Regions from separate parts of the Gossypium hirsutum genome. Here regions 1 and 3 are each linked to region 2. The links are chromatin contacts, called in public Hi-C maps. All regions are on one chromosome and are shown on one strand. The core of a region is the stretch at or near the end of the contact, and the rest is flanking DNA. Distances in the headings are between cores, read along the strand shown.

Region 1 (2,700 bases), core at 113-2,612, 290 kb after region 2:
GGCCTCTCGAAAGCAGCTCTAGCAGTGTACTCCGCAAAGGTCTCCTGCATTTCTTGCAAAATAAGCCACAACCAACTCATATGTCATTCAGGATTTTCAAGACCAAAACTAAATTTTACAAACCTGATCGATAGCAGATGGATTCTTGTAGTAATGGAAAGTGGCGACAAGAAGGGCTAAGGCATGAACATGGTTAACACTAACACTGAACTGATCCTGCAACATCCTCGCCCTTTGGTCACACATGCTACTTAGTACTTCTTCCCTCCTCACGTTGTTGTCCGCATCCATTTTTTTGTAGATCCAAGTGCTGATAAAACCCATCACCATTACCCAAAGCAAAATAAGTTTTGGTAACCAATCCCTGTTAGACTGAATAAATGTGTATCCTCTTTTGGTCCCCATTTGTTCATTCCCTTTGACAGCCACTGATTGGTGGTGATGGCTTTGCTGCAATTTAAGAACCATTACCAAATGCACAATACCATCTCAACTTGTTTTTCTTCTTCTTTCTTTGATACCCACTTCATATCTAAGCTAAAAAACACAAGCAAACACGGACTCACCATACAAGGCAAGTTATCAATTCTCAGAGACAAGCATGAGTTTCAAAAGATGTAAAACAGCTCAAACTCCAAAAATATCTCATTATCTCCCTCAATAGAAAAATGAGGTTTTCTTTTTTCTCTTGCTATATTTAATAAAAAATGGGATTTCACAGAGGAACAACACTAATCATGTTAACTTCCAAGCATGAAAGTGGTGTCTTAGTTTAAAGCAACAAAGGCAAATTGAGAAGAGCACCTTCACTGTTTATTTTTTCTACATTAAAATCAAATCCTGCAAATTGACCAGCAACAAATCTCGCAGCAGAGCACAAAAAGTAAAGACCACAAATAAAGAAAAAAGAAAGAGAAAGATGTTTGGAGAAAGAAATGCGGGGGTCATTTTGAAAGGGAACAGTGTTTTGCCTGTACATTATAGTACCTTGAATAATATATATCTAAAGAAATAAAGTAGAAAGGTGTGTTTTTTTCTCCCTTGGCTCTGCTTTGATCTGTTCTTCCTTTTTCTTCTGTTTAATGCACATTTTATTTATGTATATTGTTTTCCCACTTTCTTCTTTGCTTTTCAAAGTAAAACTAAATCGACTTTTTAAGATTTTTGCAGATACGTTGTTGCCACTGTGTATCATAATTCAAAATTTATGAGTTTTGTGTTAGTAATTGGTAGAGAAAAAGAAGTTGGTAGAAATTTGAAAGAAAGAAATAGAAGATGTTGATGGAATAAGTTGGAGATGGGATGGGGACCAAAACCACAATATTTCATCATTCTTGTATTCACACTTTTACGTTTTATCTTTTATCTCATCTTAACAATTCTTACCCCTCCCACTCGATGTGGATGTCGGCCATGTGGGCTTGCTGCTACTGAAGCCCCACAGGCATCATTTTCCCTAAAAACATGTAATCTTTCGGGATTAATTTCATAGTAGGTCCTCCAATTTTAATTTGGTTCTAAATTTCACAATACTTTTATTTTGTGTTCGGGATTCCATTTGTTATATTATGAAAAAATTAATTGGATTTCAATGTACTATATATTTACAAATTTATTAACACTCATAAATTCCTTACCATTTTTAAAATTACTGCTAAATAGGCATTCATGAATTTCATAAATAATATATTTATACATTATCACTTAATTTTGAAATTCAAATAAAAATCTCAATGGCTAACTAATTGGGTTTTTTAAATATTAACATTATATAATTCAAGTTTTTCCGTGTTTTGGTTTGGATATTAAATATTAGCTTAGAAGTCAATTTATATTAAAAAGAGGGTAATTCATAAGAATTGTTCTTAAGCTTTGTTTAAATTTATATTTTAGTCATCAACTTTCAAAAGTTGCGTAATAGTCGCTAATGGTATTAAATTGTTGCATTTTTATCACTAGACTGTTAACCTCCATTAAGAAAAGTAACGTTGCTCCTTAATTCAAAAGGTTAATAGTTAATACTATAATTAAAAATTTATTTTGATATTTTAAATTTTTCTTAACAATAATTGTTAAAAAAGTCTTAAAATAAATTATAAAATCATATAAAAAAATCAATTGCAACAAAGAAAAGCCAAGAATTTTGCGGCTAATTTTTATATCCAATCTCATCAAAAATTAGTCTTTGAACTTTCACAAAAAAAACATTAAATACACATTCATTTTCATCCTACTCATTTTTTCATTTGCTTTGTTGTTTTACACATTCTTTATTTTCATCTTTCTTTACCTTTTTTTTCTCCTTTTTCATGCAAATCAACACTAGCTCCACTCTTCATAAATTATTAAAAATAATATATATATTTTTTATTTATAGCTGAAAGTAAAATCTTGACTTGAAATTCGATAAAAGAAATAGTGGATTTGGAGAAGAAAAAGAGCACTTCGTATTATAAAATTTTCCAAAATTGAAAGTTACTCAAAAACCTAATCAATCTAGTAAATAGAGTTACAAGAAAGAAATGATGGGTTTAGAATAAAAAAAACTAGGGTACTTTGTATTATAAATTAAAAAAAAATCTCAAATTTCAAAAATTTGAAACTTACCAAAGAATTGAAACTATATAATGGAATATTTCGCTCTTCTCTCTTGTCCTCTTCATTCTTAATATTTTCTCATTTATTTCTTTTCATAATAAT
Region 2 (2,700 bases), core at 142-2,641:
TCAAAATTATCCAAATAACAGAAAGCTTCAATTTTTAAATAAAAGTTCTATTTTCCAGAAGGGGATTCATGCAGTTACTAAATAATGCATAGTGCAATAGTCAAAAGAAGGTACATAATAAGAAAGGAATAGATACATCGTAGACAGGTAGATTCATCAAGGGGTTCTCTATATTTTCTAACAACAGTTTTCCATGAAACAGATAGACCCTTATATTCTAAGAATTTTCAATTAGGATTAGAGTTGGCCTAACAAGATAAGTTGAAAAATAGATACCACTTTAGCGAAAATGTGACAGTAGCAAAACCATAGGCAATAGCAAGGAAAAGCATTGTTGTGACCTATAAAACCTTAGCACAGAAATTAAAGAAGAGCATAAAGTTTTCCTTTTGTGGGGTCTGCTTAATGAATCATACTAACACTTTTTCTCTATCCAGGAGCATTTCTTGAGTAAACTTGAATTCACCCATGTTTAATCCTCAACTAAACAAAATTAAGGACTCAAGCTTTAGAATTACAATATAACTGACCCGCCATTCTAAATATGCTTAGAAACAATGAAGAGTGGATTCAACAATGATCCAAGTTGGATAGAAAAACTCCTTAGTTGCATTTGCTAACTAAAACAAAAGCAAGTCTCCACCTTCAATTTTTTCCCTATTTCTACCTACTTATTAAAAATGCTTCAATTTATCTTCGGCAAAAAGAAAAACTCACGTCTTGAGCCATTTGCGTGACGATATCAGCAAAGCAGGAGGCAAACTCATCCTCCGACACTCTCTCTGTAAACTCTACGGCATCCAAGACCGCTTTACACTTCTGGAATGGCAATTCCCCGCGCACCTATCAAACGGCAGTAACAAATTCTCAACTAAAAGAATATACACACATAAAAATTTAACAAACTGACCCCAAAAAAGAAAAGCAAATACCATGGCCCAGGAGAGCTCGTAGAGAAAGCGAAGCATGGGAACAGGTGAAGAGAATGAGAAGTTAGAGTTTCCATTTTTGCTCTCGCGAATGATTTCCTCTGTCACGTATATACACTCTATAGGAGGGAGAGACATTTCTGTTCTTTTTTGTGTTCTTTTCCTTTATTTTTAATTTTTGTTTTCCACAAACCCTAGAGATTAAAGGAAAGGGTTGGGGTTTGAGATCGCAGAGAGAAAGAGGAGGGATACGGGAGTGGCTGGAAGGTAATTAAATGGGCTTTTCATGGGGGATGTGAATGATGAGAAACCAAAATAAAAACGAGAGGGTCTTCTTAGGGTTTCCGTGATATGAATGAAGAATATGATTGATCTGTGTGTTATGGTTTTGAGGAATGGATTTCCGAGATGATAATGATTCGTCCGGTTTAGGACTTCTTATTGTTTGGGCTGCATCACCATAGCCCGGCTCGATCCAAACCCTGCTTAAACCATACACATCATATTGAGCTGTAAGTCTCAACTCAGAGTTTATGGCCGGGTCAGGCCATAATCCGGTTTAAAATTTCAAGGTTTTTATTACACAAAATATTACCTTATTACATCAGATATAGTAATATTTTGTGTAAAACACATTATCAAGTTACACAATTTCGTAAAACTTACGTAATATTTTGAGTGATTATACAATAAGCTACCTTTTTACTTTAATTATTACTGTTAATGTTTGTGCTATTACATAACCTCGTTACACTAATTTAAAATCTTGTAATGTTTTGTGTAACACCATTTATAGAATACATTCCTCAATGTTAAGGTAAGTATTTTAAGTGGTTGCTATGTATAAATGAAAGTGCTCATTTTTATCACCACTACGATAGATTACTACTTGCTATATTTGGAGTTGACAATTTATTATAACAAAATATTTGGGTTATGCTAATATTATGGAATTATTCGAGCCCGTCAATGAAGATCAATTCATTTGGAGAAATATATCTTAAGGATTGGATCCAATTGATCGTGCCAAATCCCTTAGATTAAGGGTGTTAGATTGGGACAAAACGTAAATACTTATCTTCCAACAGTCCACATGTCACACCCAGTTTTAATTAAGTCTTAAAATCAAGAAAGATTGGGAGTTAATTGAAAGAATTTGTAGGTTCGCTGGACTCTACTGAAAAATCTGGAAATTCTAGTGGCTAAATGGTAAATAGTTAGATCTCAATTTTAGTTTAGTTAAGTTGGAACCAGCTGGTTCCTTAGTGGGAGGCATAATGATTATTGATGGATGGTTATTTGGGGCTTTGGTGACCATGCGTGGAAAGAGGCCATATATATTTACAGGTAGAATTCTTCTCATTTTTGTTTTATTTTCTTCTCTTCTGCATTGTCTTCTTTGGTTGCTCCGAAGAAGAGAAAGTTGAGGAAAGCTCTGCATGAGGCAGTGATCGTGAGGTTTAAGCCCGAAAAGTAGATAATCCGGTGAGCTGGTAAGCTTCTTAATCTTTTTGTATTTGTGAATTTGAGAAAATAGAGAAGTAAGGAATTTTGAAATCTTTGAGAAAACTTTTGATTGATACTGGATTCTGGATTTTTAAGTTTGAATATCGCCGGTTTAATTGGCATATGGGTTGTCGTGCTTAGCTTCCAAGACGAATGAGGTATGGCGTTTGAAAAAGCTAAGCTGGTGAGGACAAAAGATAGCAGGTGAGTTTCTGTACTCCATTATTTGGGTGGTATTCTGGGTTGTTTTGTTTGATGTGTTGTT
Region 3 (2,700 bases), core at 74-2,573, 370 kb after region 2:
TGAAAAATAAAAAAGTTAAAAGAATTATTGTTATTATTTTTTTAAAATCCAAAAATGATTATTAGGTATGACAAAGGAAGAAAGAAAATGGAAAAAGTTTTGAGTCCCGGCAATAATGAATTTTCATGAATTTTCTTCATAAAATTGTCCAATAATTTGAAAGTAAAGAACCATGACTAATATCTGGGGAGAACCACAGTGAGGGCAACAGCAACTGCAAATAGGAAAAGCAACAATCCTATAAAGTTGACAATGAGAGCTTCTTGGGAGCGAATTAGGAATAACGAAAGGAACTTTTGAAGCAACCCCATCTCAGCTGTGCATATTGCTAAGAAGAAGATAAGTAAGCCACCAAAAGTGTGCCATGGCAGATAGGCTGCTCTTGAATATGATTCTGCACCTGGGAACACATACGAGAAGAATCCTAGCAAATACTGCAATACCAGATAGGGATGTTTTTGTTTTAAATTCCTAACTGAATTAGAAAGAAATTGATTAAAATTTTAGGTACCTGTAAACCAAATAAGCATATGGTAATCATGCCTAGCCAAGAATGTAAGGTAACCATGTCAGGCATGTTGGTCTCATTATGGAATTTGAAGATTACAACAATCCCAAAGATCCCACAACCAAGAGCAATGGTTTGCAATGTTAGGTGGACTGCCTTTTGCACTTGTATGTCTCTTCTACTTGGGGTTGACTTGTATGCCATGATTGCTGTTTTATATATATGTTCAGTCATAACAATAATGCACATCACTTTTCAATCAGATTTCCTTATTTCAATAAAATTCATTCAATGATACTCTAATATATAATCTGGAAATATATCGTACGGAGCATTAGACATTCAAGAAAATGAAAGAGTAGAGCAACATAGACATAATGTTTGAATTAATTATGTTAATATACATGAAAAGCCACTGACAATTACTACTTACCTTCTCCAGCCATTAATATGAATCCAATCACCATTAGAAGTGGATGAAGCTGCAAATGAGAGGGGGGGGGAGCTGAAAGAGATTAAAATGTAGGCATAGAAGCAAACTGATCCATGCAAGAACAATAGGTCCTCCACAGATCATATAGAAACAAAGATATGAAACAGTTTCTGAAGAAAGAGAAGGGATTCTCAACGCAAATGAACTCACATTGAAAATCTTGAACTTATTAGCAGATTCAAAAGCAAGGCCTTCCCGGAACTTGAGAAGCCAAACTAGCACAAGGGTTGTCACTGCTATAAACAACAAATGTCCAAATACTATAACAGGGGTTGCAGAAATTTGGTAGCTTCTGCTCTTAGGCGCCATTGCATCTGCAGAACCTAGATGGAGAACTCAGTAGTCAGTAGTGTTATATAAAATCATTTGAGCCATTAACAAAGAGAGCTTTTGGTTTGATTGGGGAAGATACTACCAAACCGTCCAGCCGGCTGATTCAATGGTGACAACTCCAATAACATGAACAATATTGGGGCTAATTAAAGTATGTATGAGACTTAATGGTTTCAATTACCAATCATGCAGAGAACTTAGTAAGGCTTGCATTCGATTGTTTGTTTGTGGTTTGGGGTTATTGCGGAGAATAGGCAGCGTTTGGAGCCATAAGAAAAGCCAAAGGTGTTCATATCATAAATTTTACTAATGATTTAGTTCGTCCATTTCTAAAACTCAACTTGTGCGATTAGCTAAACTCTTCAAATATTTCTTGCATTTTAAATTAAAATAAAATACATTAATTTAAGTTTGTAAATAATTCCATAATATCTAGTTTTTATGTAAAAGTAATAATAACTGTACTACTTAGTATTTACTTTTTGCTAATATATTTAAATAACTCTTTTATGTAATTTTAATGAGGGTGTAATATGATTATTTCTCATATATTGTAATTTTTATATATAATTATAATAATACCAGTTTTCATTACCTATCTTTCTTTTTATACAAGCTTTCTTTTACCTATAAATCCTCCCAAACCCTTAAATCTTAAGTGAGATCAAACTCACATTCTGCACGTTGTTGCAATGCTAATTGAGTTTTTTTTTTTATAGTTATAGTCATTTAAAATGACTAGTTATATTTATATAGAGTAATATATGTTATTTTATAATAATATATGTATAAAAGTTATTACGGGTCAAACATGTTTCATCTTCTTTTTTATAACCAAGAACTTGATCAACTTGTATTGATCCATATCACGACCTAAGCTTAAAACCTGAGTCTCGAACTCCCAGCAGCCCAGGAAGTTGTGATTGCCAAACTAGGCCTGGCTCTAGAAGATTGATGCTAAGCTCTTAGCCATTTTGGATCTATATTAGGACTAAAAAATGCCGTTAGTAATACTTGTTGCCAGCCAATAACCATTTTGACATAGGCCTCAAAGTGAACCCCAACCCACATAAAATGGGTCATTCTAAAGTTTCACTTAATATTCCTTCTCATTGCTCATTTGTCCGTAGCAAATCAAATCTGGGTTGTATCTTAAATTATCATATCTAAAACGGGGTCTGCAAAGTTACAATGCCTCGAAGAAGTTCCAGCCAATATGTTCAACGGATAATTAAGCACTGAAAACTAAAGCACAAAAGCATGGTTTTTTTTTTTCACTTGAATTTGAACCAGATTTGGAAATGGTTGGATTGAAACTTTTGACAAAGTTTCCTAGGTCTACAAAACACTTGTGCAATAATGTTTG

The links. Hi-C and Micro-C count contacts between places; a contact is called where the count stands out from the background.
Region 1: a contact with region 2 is called in a Hi-C map of leaf, with 1.7 times the contacts expected there. The contact joins the enhancer-like site here to the promoter of LOC107909965 in region 2. A contact is called at or near these places in 12 of 34 Hi-C or Micro-C datasets (anther, callus, leaf and 1 more).
Region 3: a Hi-C map of leaf shows a contact between it and region 2, with 4 times the contacts expected there. The contact joins the promoter of LOC107908291 here to the promoter of LOC107909965 in region 2. A contact is called at or near these places in 4 of 34 Hi-C or Micro-C datasets (all in leaf).

The regions. Positions count from the first base shown.
Region 1 is chrD02:50,047,334-50,050,033 of Gossypium_hirsutum_v2.1, forward strand. It overlaps the pseudogene LOC107909963. Among protein-coding and RNA genes, the nearest start is that of LOC107887263, 31 kb to the left of the region's middle. Within about 2 kb of position 1,363, at least 4 of the 9 cell types and tissues checked have an H3K27ac peak or open chromatin away from gene starts, as enhancers often do. A contact at or near this core is called in leaf, where this site is marked.
Region 2 is chrD02:49,759,622-49,762,321 of Gossypium_hirsutum_v2.1, forward strand. It overlaps LOC107909965 (THO complex subunit 2), which reads right to left and starts at 1,392. Exons shown (of 34, transcript XM_041089366.1): 1 at 933-1,392; 2 at 718-843. The coding sequence starts at 1,067.
Region 3 is chrD02:50,125,720-50,128,419 of Gossypium_hirsutum_v2.1, forward strand. It overlaps LOC107908291 (probable ascorbate-specific transmembrane electron transporter 1), which reads right to left and starts at 1,324. Exons shown (of 4, transcript XM_016835509.2): 1 at 1,152-1,324; 2 at 942-990; 3 at 512-717; 4 at 1-434. The coding sequence starts at 1,310. The coding sequence ends at 177.